Regions from separate parts of the Columba livia genome. Here region 2 is linked to region 1. A link is a contact called in public Hi-C data. All regions are on one chromosome and are shown on one strand. Each heading gives the region's core, a stretch centred on a gene start, on an enhancer-like site or on the middle of the called end of the contact. The rest is flanking DNA. Distances are from core to core; before and after follow the strand shown. Region 1 overlaps DENND1B (DENN domain containing 1B). Region 2 holds the start of DENND1B (DENN domain containing 1B).

Region 1 (5,789 bases), core at 1,596-4,095:
CTGCTTTCTTGAATGAGCTGCCAGTACTTCTGTTCTTTTCCCCACAATAGCTCTGCCTCTCCTCCTTGTCCGGCCTCTTTTATACTCTCACGATCCCAAAAGGCCTTTGGTTCTCTCACAAATCCCCCAAACCTCAGCTCCCAGCTACACAAGACACTGCAAGCATGGTGGCTGATTTTGAAGATGCTGCAGCGCTACCTGAGCAGTCAGCAGCCCAAACAAACACTGCGGTTCTGTTCCCATCGGCTTCCAAGAACCTTTCCTCTTCTGTTCAACGTCCAATGTTACAAAATTAATAAAAATGTTGCGCCTTTGAGAGCACTGCTTTATAGGTGAGCATGAGCCCATGAGTCAAAAAGCGTGCCTGGGGAGAGGGGCATGGGAGGGTAACAACAGACAAACAATAAACATCCCTTTACTTTTTGGTTTGGTTTTGTTTTTCTCTCTTTGGATACTCCGCAAAAATACACAGCGAGCTATGCTTTAAATTCATGTATTCCCACAGCGCACTGATTAAGCTTATCCACGTCACACAAGCAACTAAGTGTCTTCTGAACGGCTGAACAGAAGTAGTTAACACAAGACGAGTTATTTAAAAATAAATTATTTGCTGCCATTGATTATCTTCTTGCCACTGGATGGCAGCAACAGAACCTCACCTTTTTCTGTTATCCTTAAATTTTATTTCCATTATTTATCTTCATTACCAATTTCAATCAGAAGTCTGTACATATCTTGAGCACACTGAAGACTTTAATGCTTTAAAGCCAAGACTGACAACTGTATTAATTAAGTCATTAAAACAGCTTAAAGGATGGTGAGCTTAACCAGTTCAAAACCCAAACAACTTAATTAAATTCAACTATAAAAGACTAAATGAACCCAGTTTACTTCAGGGAAGTTGTGTTTATGAAGGTCTTTATTTTGCCATTGTGTTTCTCTGCAAAGCCTCTCTTTCCTTTACATACACACCACCTTTCACTCCTCAGATGGCAGCTTCTTGCCTCCGATAGATATTTCTCAACTTTGGGTCTCCATCTGTGACTGATACCAATGTTGTTCTGAAAACAGCTCAGCCTGCACCTTACCTGGGTGTATCTTTCATTAATTATGCAAATCAGGCTTCTCATTCAATCTTTGCTGGTTAGGACAATATGAGTTTTCCAAACTGAGTGAGTAAAATTTATTAAATTAATTGCCATTAATCATTTTGACAAGCCTAACTATTTTAATTAATAAAAATGTTTTATATGAACAATTTAAATGACTGGCAGCATTACATGGAAGCCACACCATAACTGATACCAGAAAGGTAAGGGCTAATTAATTATAAATAATGGTCTTGATTCTTCTCTGAGAAAAATCAATTATATCTTTTGTTACTTCCATGCAATTAAAGTCTTAATTTCTTTGAACTCAAACAACACGTTTTCAGTACTGCGTGGTGAGGTTTTATGTCCTGGTGCACCGTAACATTTTTTATGATGCTTGATGTTTGAAGGAAACCATGTTGTATCCTTATATTGACACCAATGGTGTTCACAAATATAACGGACAAAACTGAGAGCCAGAATGTAGCTCTATCTTGAAAGACATGTCCCTGAAATTCTCTAAGTTTGCATTTTGCTGAGATAATGTCCTACTAGTATTTTCATTCTTAATTGAACACAAAGGATGTGTTCTTCTCATTTGCAGGTGCAAGTTTAGAGAGTACAACATGTTTTCTTTTAAATATTTCCTTACAATTATGCTGAATATAATTTTGTAAGAAATATTTTTTAACAAATTATAACTGTACTACATACCTTTCAACGTCAAAAGGAAAGCAGAACTTTGGAACGCTGTTCAGCACTTCCTGTAAATGGAAGTGAAAGAAATAGAGTTAGCATTTTGAAAAGGCTTTCATTTACCTTTGATAGCAACCGCCCTACAGCTTGCTTTTAAAAAAATATCAAAAAATAACCATAAAAAATCATAAATTCAGGGAATATATGATTGCAAAACATACAGCACACGTTCCTGGACTGAAATAATTGATTATTAAAAAGGAATTAAGTTTGTGCTATGGCAGATTGCAAAGACAATGCCATAGAAGCCCCAGGAGGGAAAGGCCTGGCCTGAAGGGTATTAACACCCTTCACATCCCCGCTGGGATTCCCTTCAACAAGGCCATATGGATTTTACAAGAAGCACCACACCATATGGGTAAGCCACGTCTGCTGCTACTTGTACCACAGACTAGCCACAGGGACTTCTGACAGATCCTGGCTCAAAAATACAAATGTTGTTTCAATTAAAATGCAGGCAGAGAAAAGGGAATGAAGTTGGCAGCAGAATGAATTGCAGAGAGGTATAACAACTCTATACATGTTCCATAGTCAAATGCTGAAAGTGATGGAAATCATCTGCTGGTCCGAAGGACAAATTTATATGATTAACCCTTCGGGTTTCACAAGCAAGCCTCGCTATTAATAAAGGGAAGCAGGGGGGTGAAATCCACCGGATCTACATTCGTACTATAATACAAAAGGATAATGTCACTCTTTCTTGCAGAATTTTATTTAAGCAGCTGTTTAGTGGCAAATAAAATGTGTTAATTAAAATATAAAAATGCTCCCAAACTAGTCAACATTTTCTTTTTTTTTAAAAAAAAAAAAGAAAAGTGAACTAGCAGATCAGTTAACAGCAAGTACTAAACAATGACCTTACAAGATCCCAGAAAAACAGGTTTTACTTCCTTTCTCCCAACTGGGAAAATGAACCCTCTGTGAAACGCTCCAGCTAAGGAGACACAACTGACCCCAACACAGTTGGTCAGCAAAGCTGCACAACTCCCTCTCTGCAGCAGAACAACAAAGAGACAGGTACCCCGCTGCAGTCACCACTCAGCACACAAGGTGCCTGTTTTCAGAAAAATGTGTGTTGATAGCAAATTTCCAGAGCTGCATGTGGGGGTTTAAGAACTTGATCCAAGATGTTAGCACTCTCCAGCCTGAACCCTCTGTTTACTGCACAGTGAACAGTCAACTCCCATTAGGGGAAATTATGTATTTAAATTCCTACACACTGCAATGACTATTTACTTCAAACATTTGCCTGGCTCGGTGGATGGCGTAAAACATGGAGGAGTCATGCCAGTTCCTCAGCAAGGAACAAATAGTTCAGGAGAAACATGCCTCTGAATACAACATGCATATGTTAGCTGCAACGTTTTAAAGGTATAGGGTGTGCTCCAGTAAATCATTGCACAAAATGGAAAAGTCAATTTTCTAGAATTTCTAAGTCCAAGAAATCTCTGGAACATTTACATTGTCAGAACAGGTAAAGAAGGGTATGAAAGCTAGATGTTGTCTTTTGGGAAAGGTTATTAACTTAATTACGAACAATAGCAGTACACATTAATATTCTCCAAAAGAAACTGCTTAAGCACCATCCCAACTGTTGTGAGCAGCCGCTGCAGAAGGGTGAGGGGCAAAATACAAACAAGGCAGGTAAATATTTGAATTTCTGTAGGCAGGAAACATGCACACATGATTCTTGTAGTAGTAACAATGAACTCTAACAAAAGAAAGCAAGCAGAATAGAGTAATCAAAACTTTTAACTTAGAAACATCCTAAACATTTCCAAATAGCTTCTCACTTCAGGCTCATAAAGCTTGCTTTTCACATTCCAAATAAATAGCATTTTATTTAAATTCTCTTTCCAAATCTGCACCTATTCTCACACTATAGGAAGTCATTTTCTCCTTACTACTGAGGATTTTAATTGCTGCCTGGTGGGCTTAGCACTGACTCAGAATTGGGTATGGAAATGTATTCATTTATGTTCCCCATTGTATTCTCTCAGAATAAATTATCACACAAGAAAAAGAAAACAAAAACAAAAACACCAAAGGTATTAGCTCAATATTTTGACTAAACAACCTGAAAATTATGGGGCTGTTTTGCAGCGTTTTCCAGGGAATCTGCGGGACAGGGTTTGCCCCCACTCTGCTCCATCCCCCCCGGCCAGCACAACTTCTGCAGAGCAGCCTCCGCTCGCCTCCCAACTGGCAGGAGCATCCCTCGGGGGACAAGTCTTTAAACCTCCGCACTCTTTAAAATTCAACCAGCCAGCAGGTCTATAGACTGGTGTATAAACAGTATAGACAAAAAAAAAAATCCCCTCTCAGCTTATGTCAGTGACAAAGCAGCTCAGCAGTTGACTGCTTCTCCCCTGACAGCATAAGCCGGGTTTACACAGATCAATAGATGGAAGTCCTACCTAGCTTCCAGCGCCCAGCGCTCGCCCTTAATTACAGGTGCTATTCTGATTTTTAAAATGGAAGAAAACAAGGTGCCCCCAAGATGCTCCCAGACAAATTTAAAATGCAAATGACATTATATACACATTCACATACACAGTCACTATTCATGTACAACCACAGCTGATACTTTCAGTAACCTCTCTATTGAATTAAATTTGAGCTCTGGCTCCTAATGGGTCATCATTTTCAAGGATCCAATACAACTCAGCCAGGACTTCCTCTTGAGTCAAAATACACATCCTCAGAAAAAGAATAATGTATTTATTGTCTTTTAATTTCAAAGCTTCATAACAGTATGTGTTTATTTCTGAAGACAAAAGGTTGTACAAGTCTTCAGAAAGCAAGTTATCCTTTGTTCACATGTCCCGTGACTGCTTCCTCCTCTTGCTCTCAGAGTGTTAGTGCTTTCAGAAATGGGCACTGTTTCAGAAAGAAAAGAAATTTGATACAGGTGGAAGAGGACAATGTAAAAAAGCAAAAACAACAAAAAAAAAAGACCCACACAAGTAAAATATTATCTCTTTACTTTCAAACACCAAATAAACATATACAGTTGCATACACAATTGAGTTTCATTGCTAAGTGAAAGGATAACTATCTCAGTCCTTACACAAGCTCCAAGAGAAAGAGGAATATCATAAAATGACTGCCATGCAAACCACAGCCTGCTGCTTCCCTCTCACAAAGCTTAAACAAAAATGGAAATGGTATTTAAGAAAATATTTCCTTTATGCCCATAGCCCAGCAGCAGAAACTTGCACTCTCACAAGCTCATGGTCCAGTGGTTTTATTAATTCACTTTCACAAAAGGCACTACACACCTCCAGCCTACCCTGGTCATGCTCACTGGTTCTGCATTGAGACGATATTACAGTAGCCTAAAAAGTAAGATTTATATAGCGTTCCTTGCTTATTTTGATAGCCATACAGCTAATTCTGTGTGTCATCATTTTATAAAGCAATGTAAAATCTGGTAGAAGATGATTCGGAACTTGCGCAAGCCCGTTTTCTGCAGAAAAGCTCCTGATAACTCACAATCTTGCCCTTAAGTGAAGTTACTGGTTAGTCATTTTGGTTAGATTCAAGATAAACACCATATTCCTTATTAACTAGAAAAGTAGGATTTATTTTTTTTTTTATAATATCACAGTCAATGGATACAAGCATCCAAAACCTTCACGGCTGTTCAGAAGTCAGTAATCAGAACTGCAAACCATTATTTTATTTCCAGTCTAGAGTCACCCACCAAGAGCAGCTTCACCTTCCGAGGGAAAGCTCAGAGCACCAACACTGAGCTCAGCATCACTTTGCACACTTAGAGCCTGCCAGAAACAAGCGGGCAGTCTGACCCCACTAAGCTAATTGCCAGGTTTCTCTTAAATTAATGAAGTTAGAATTTCATTACACTTCACTTTTCATATTTTCATCCAACAAGGCAGAGTGACAGTATCACACAAATTCATACAAACTGTATTGGTTTAG
Region 2 (6,236 bases), core at 2,866-5,365, 63 kb after region 1:
GGCTGCATCCTGCACGTGGTGCTGCATCCTGCACGTGGTGCTGCATCCTGCACACAGGACTACTGCAGAACCGAAAAGGCTTCAGCAGCAAGTAAAGCTGTGTACATGAAAAAGCACTTGCGGGGAGAGAGACGATCACAATTTTGTCTATACATCTGTCTCTCTAACTCCCTTCTGCCCTTCATGTCTCCCCCAGTACGTACTGTAAAGCACAAAGAATTTGAAACCCCTTACTGCAAAAAAATGGCCAATAATTTAGTAAATTTGAATTTGGATTGAATGATTATCCAAATATTGAGATGTTTTATTTGTGGAAAAATTCCATTTGAAGTGTACCAGAAAGTTAATATAAAATGCTGTGTTTCAAGATGTCAGTAAACCTGTATTTTGGTTTATACTAAATATTTTATTAGCCTACCGTGAGCTTGCTTCTCTCTTCTCTTAAGCTGCTGATGCTTGCCACTTTTACAGGCAGAAAAGTCTGGCAGCACATCAGGCTGATACACTGCGCCATTCCAGCCAGTCTCTTGGACTGGTGTCTGTCTTGGCAGATGTGACCATCAGGTCCCTTGGAATTCATTTTATCATAATTGGAGAAAAAATAGATAAGGTTTCTTTCCCGAAGGAAAAACATCCCTTGTCACTGGAGTAAACTGACTGGATGCAGTGACTAAACCTCGCCTGCCTGGAAGACCAGGAAGGGTAGAGAAAGTTCACTTTTGAAACAGAGGGCATATGAGAGAAAGCCCTGCTGAGGTGAGGCTCACATCTCTCAGACTATTATTTCAGACTCTGTGGAAACTAAAGCAGACATCTATACCCAGGTTACACTTAGTTCATGTTTTCAAGACCGCTTTGCAACCACAGCAGCTTTTAACAAAAGTGGATGTTTTAGGAAAGGTGCTCTTGCTGTCGCCTTGTGTTCAGTCCTTCCCTGGCAAAGGGTTGAGGCAGAAGGAGAAACCGAAATAAAAAGCTGGTAGATATGCAGAAAAGGGATTACTTTGGTATAGTCTGAAGCCAGGAAAGCCTAGTTTGCTTTTCTTTACACTTTGGGTTTCCTTTCCAAATTAGAACCATGAGGCAAATGATATTTTTGCTTTTCAGAGTCACCTGTTCAACCAGGTAATCCAGAAAGCACAAAGCCTTTCTCCTTATGCGTTGCATAACATGAAAATGGTTGAACTGTGCCTAAATCCTCTCTAAACAGTTAGCATAGGGACTGATGTAAGAGGGTTTGCGGGAGGTGGGAGTGATGAACATTTATTTAATAGATATGAGCAACTGAAAACCAGGTAATTTAAAGATGGAGATTCCTACTCAATTGTAGTTTGCCAGCAGTGAATACTCATTAGTCATCTTTGTAGAACTGTAGTGATGTAAAGGACCCTTAAAACTGGTATAGATATTTATAGATGCTATTCAGCTCTTGCGTGCTGTCAATAAAGGAGGCCTGAAGGTAAACTGAATTGGACCTACAGGTCTCAATTTTCTCCAAAACTGATGAATGCTTTGCAGTAAGATGTTGGATGAAAAATACCCAAAAGTCTGCTTCATCTGAATCAGATAAGAAGAGGATGGAAGTGCCATCAGGGCAGCTTCATCTCAAGGATCAACATAACAACATTGTAGTAATACTTTTTCATTTACAAGCAAATTCAATATGGAAACAACAGGAGATGTAGTTGAAAAACACCAAACAAAATCCAAAAGCTAGTATCCACATTCTGCAATCTGCCGTTCTCTGGCAAATCAAAACCGTGTGGATTTGGGTCTATAAAAGTGATGCAGAGCAGGGTCAGGATCTCAAAAAGGGATGAAAGAAACAGACAAGAAATGACCACACATCATGTCCCTTGGAAATGGTGGAGCAAGGGAGGGAAGTTCTGTGAGAATCCAATTACTGTTTTGAACTCTAAACCATTACATACACACATTTAGTGATTTTCTTCTGGCAGGAAGAAGGTAAAAGGGACAAAGAGAAGGGAAAAACACAAAGCCTCTCAAGACAAGAACAATTCTATTAACCATTTAGCACAGGGGAATCAGAATCCTCCCGGTGCAACCTGCAAGCACACATGCTTTGTGTGAGGAGTCACAAGGAGAGCAGGAAACAGAACACACCCCACAAACAAAGGTGAAATAACAGCAGGTTTAGGGATCATGGGCTGAATCTGCCTCTGTACAGGTCTAAGTCTCCCATCCCAACTCACTCCAACAAGGTTCTTTGCTGCCCGGTTCTGAGGTAGTAAGGGGCTCTCATCATCTCCGTAAGTGGCAGCACATGTAATGTGAATTAAGAGATCTTACAGTAAGACAGTGCATACTTGCAATTGCACTCTTACTAATGCTGAAGCCCAGGTTCCACTGAACTGCCTTGCCAGTGTGCTCATGCTCCCATATTGTCCAGACCTCCTTGGCCAGGTACATTTCATTTAATAGTACTACTAAAAGTAGTACTATCCCCTAAAGGGATTGCCTTCAGAACACTGTTAGCAGAGCTTGCTGAAGAAGGTGTTCTCTCCTGGGAACACCAATGGATTTGTTAAAAATAGCAAAATAGAAAAAGATGCAATTTCCCCTTGTATGGTTATAGTAAAACATTTCTTGGAGCATGTTCATAAGATCAGCAACTTATGCTTTGTACGAAGAATTATTCTTTCATTCACCACTAAGTCTGCCTGTACGGCGATCACTTTTAGTCCTTGTTCCTTCAAATAAGTTACAGTTGTGTGATGTTTTCTCAGCGGCTATCAGTACATCTCCTAACAACATAATCACCTTGTCAGACCTCACAGACTTGGAAAGCATCTCTTAGAATGAAATATTGACCTCAATGGGAGCTTGCTGTTCATTTTAATGGCATTGAGGGTTATTTTATTTATCAACTTGTTTGAATCTTACACATACTCATCCCAAATTGTAAATGAGTAACAATGTAATCTCCCAATGCAAAATTCTCCAAACCCCCAAATTCACAAACATCAATTTCTCCATTAAACTTCATAGCCATAGTACTATCATGAGAAAGAAGTACTTAACTTTTAAGAAACACCAGATATTTATATTAGGTCATTTCATAATTCGGCTTGTTTAAAGGTAGCCATTGATTTAAAATAGGTCTCTTTCAAGAAGCCTGTGAAGGTTATTAACTAATTATATATAGTAAATACATGTCTGTAAATATTCTATGTATCTATTGAATCCTTGCATGATCCATCCAAACATCTTTTTTCATCTTTCAGTGTTATTAATTCAAAAAAATAAGGTAAAAAGCTTAAGTTTTCCTGCCTAAGAACAGATAATGATTTAAGGAAAACATGAGCAAAGCTGACACCTTGAAAAGGTCTAAATGTGGTTGTGCAGGACTTCTGTGTGAAGGTTATGTTACGCTATCATGAACGCTGGGGGATGCAGCATTCCTGTCGCTGTCACTGTCCCTTCAGCCATGCTATGTGCAAAGGCTGATCTGCCCAAACGTGTCCACACAGGTAAACACACTCATTAATAAATCAGTGAACTCCTGGAGAGAGATTGCTTCTTGGAGAGGAATGAGAACTCCCAGGCTTTCTAATCAATGTGTCCTACCAACAAGGCTGAGAAAGGAGGTCTTCTTAATCAGGTCAGCTTTAATTGCAAGTTTAACAAAGGAACTGGGTGAACTTTTATGAATGTAAGTTCAGGCTACAGAGTTTTAAGAGCTAAGACACTCCAAAGTTTAAATGTTTACAACACAATTGTATTAGCTCAAGATTTGGCTTACGGGTAGTATTTGCAAATCCTCACAGTCTGATCTGTAATACCTTTTGTTAGTTAGATTTGCACCATAATCTACAGAAGATGTGAAGTATACATCCAGCAAATACTTACAAGCCTTCCTAAGGTTTAACCAGACATTTGCTTTAGGTATGCAGTCCTAATGTCTTATCACTGGTTTGGATATAAATTTGTTTAGCAATTAAACATAAGTAGTAATTCCATGCATACTTACCTCAATTTGTAGACAATTTGGAAAATTATTTGGATGGATTTCTAATTTAATCAGACCTGACAGCTGGCAGAATCTAACAGTAGAATAAACCACCTTTCAGCTCTGCTGCCCGAATCCAGCCTTCAGCCTGCGAATATCAAGTGCTTTCTGGTGAGTGTTGATTATTCATAGGAGTGTTTGAAAACAAGCATCGGACTTTGCCCAGTTTCAGTTTAGATGCGAGTCAGACACATTGCGGCCAGCCTCCCTGTTAGGAAGTTCAAATAAATGAAAGACTGAAGAAATAAAGTGTTCTCCTCTTTGCATAAAAATGTTTGAGAAACATCGATGGCAACACTAAGGAAATATACCCAATTCTTTCCTACAGTTAATGATGATTGTGGAGATTTTTCCAGCCCAGCAGATAGTTTCTTTAACAATGAATTTCTTAGTGGAGCAGCAGGGTCAGGTGACATCTTTCAATATGCATGTATTGGGCAGAAGGAAATCACTCATTCAAGTCATTTTTAAGTAAAAGTTTCTTACCAGATTGAATGCTTTCTTGCTGGATAAATTCAGTTCTTCCGTTTAGGCAAGGATACCCTTCTCACACTTCTCAAATGTATATTTTAAATGCTGTGGGTTGTAGGCTACCTGATGAATCTGGTACTCATTAAAACTTACATGGAACAAGAAATTTTTGCCATATTTGAGACTTATTTTTTTAAAATTTCTGTTCAAAGTGGTAAGAAAGTTATTTCTACTATCAGCCACAGAAATTTCATACTGTTGTAATCTTCTGAATTTGGACTTCTTGTGGTGAGACCAAACATACATAAAATTAGGAACTGAACTTTATTCAAAGGAGGACGTGTTAAAAATCTGTAAGCTGTGTTGGAAACTGTCTGCCATGTCTACCAAAAAAGTTCCAATCCAGTAAATCAAGCAATACTAAATATTAAAAGAACAGTTTCCAGCTATTTATTTGCCATGGATTAAGGCCTTTTGTATACACTGGCATCATTATGAAAGAGTATATACTGACAGCTGTTTTGGATAGAAATTATTTATAAAAAAAAAAAACCAACAAAACAGTTTCTCAGCATTTAATCTACGCATAGCCAACAGAGTTAGTACATTTATGTATTTACTTGCATAAAAAAATTAAAAAGCACCCTAGGGTTTCCCCTACCAGGATACCCTGCAGAATATTCTAAACTCGTATTCTGATGTGGCTGACATAACAGGGAGTCCACGGTGCCAAACTCTTGGGCCAGAGATTTGTCTTCATGTTTTGCTCATAATTAATTGCATCAGATAACTCAGTGATGCCAACCTTTCTTCTAGAAAAAGGTAAATCTCCTTTAGTATAAAAATAATGTTACTACTTTTTTCTATAAAAGAAAAAATATATTGTTATACAATGTATGAATCCTAATGTAGATATATAGGAAGTTTTTTGAAGACTTCCTACACTCCTGTTGCTATAACACTTCGTTATGCAATTAGATCACAGGTAAATCACTGAAATATCAAACACATCTTCTGCAGGTTACAGACAACTGACCCAGTTATCGTTGTGCTAAATAACTACAAACAGTGCAGACAGATGGTTGTAGATCCCTGTACATATTTGCCATCATTGACTCACCACTGGATCAGATACTGAAGGCACTAAACTGATTGAGAGATTCTAAGCACAACAGATGTGAGCGTAATCTCCAGTAATTAACTAATACAGAAAACTGCCATAATTATTGGGATACTTACTGAAGAAACTATTGAATTTAATATCTGGATAGAATAAGATTGGAAGAAGGCAGCGACAGCCCCAGAACAGCCAGGCCAGTGAGCTGTCTGTGGGACGGTCCAGCCCTGGCTGAGCATGACCGGTGGCTTCAGGCACTGGAGCCAGCACTGCAGCCTGCCCTAACTGCTGGAGCTGCAGATCCAGTTTAAGAGCAGAAGAATGGGAGCACACCGTACTGTTTGGCATTTGAGAGGATGTGCTTGAGAAAGTTCAGAAAGATGGCAACAGCTACCCTGCGTGGCTGTCTCACCAGTTTATTTCAGGACTTCACTCCTCACTGGTGTAAATGGGAACATCGGCTGCTGAGCGGTTGTCAAGTGTTGCTGTAAGTCTAATGCAGGATCAGGCCTTTTTGTTCCCAGAGTCTCAGGCAAACACAAAAATTAAATCATACTGATGTTACTTATTTTGCACAGAGTTCTCCATCTGTTGCTTCTCTCAATAGTTCCGTTAGAA

The links. A called contact is a pair of places that touch in the nucleus more often than the background predicts.
Region 2: a Hi-C map of liver shows a contact between it and region 1, with 3 times the contacts expected there. The contact joins the promoter of DENND1B here to the enhancer-like site in region 1. A contact is called at or near these places in 2 of 2 Hi-C or Micro-C datasets (crop and liver).

What each region holds. Positions count from the first base shown.
Region 1 is chr8:18,584,211-18,589,999 of bColLiv1.pat.W.v2, forward strand. It overlaps DENND1B (DENN domain containing 1B), which reads right to left. Exons shown (of 22, transcript XM_065072352.1): 3 at 1,806-1,855. Among named protein-coding and RNA genes, the nearest start is that of DENND1B, 63 kb to the right of the region's middle. Within about 2 kb of position 2,846, at least 2 of the 3 cell types and tissues checked have an H3K27ac peak away from gene starts, as active enhancers do.
Region 2 is chr8:18,645,500-18,651,735 of bColLiv1.pat.W.v2, forward strand. It overlaps DENND1B (DENN domain containing 1B), which reads right to left and starts at 4,116. Exons shown (of 22, transcript XM_065072352.1): 1 at 3,992-4,116.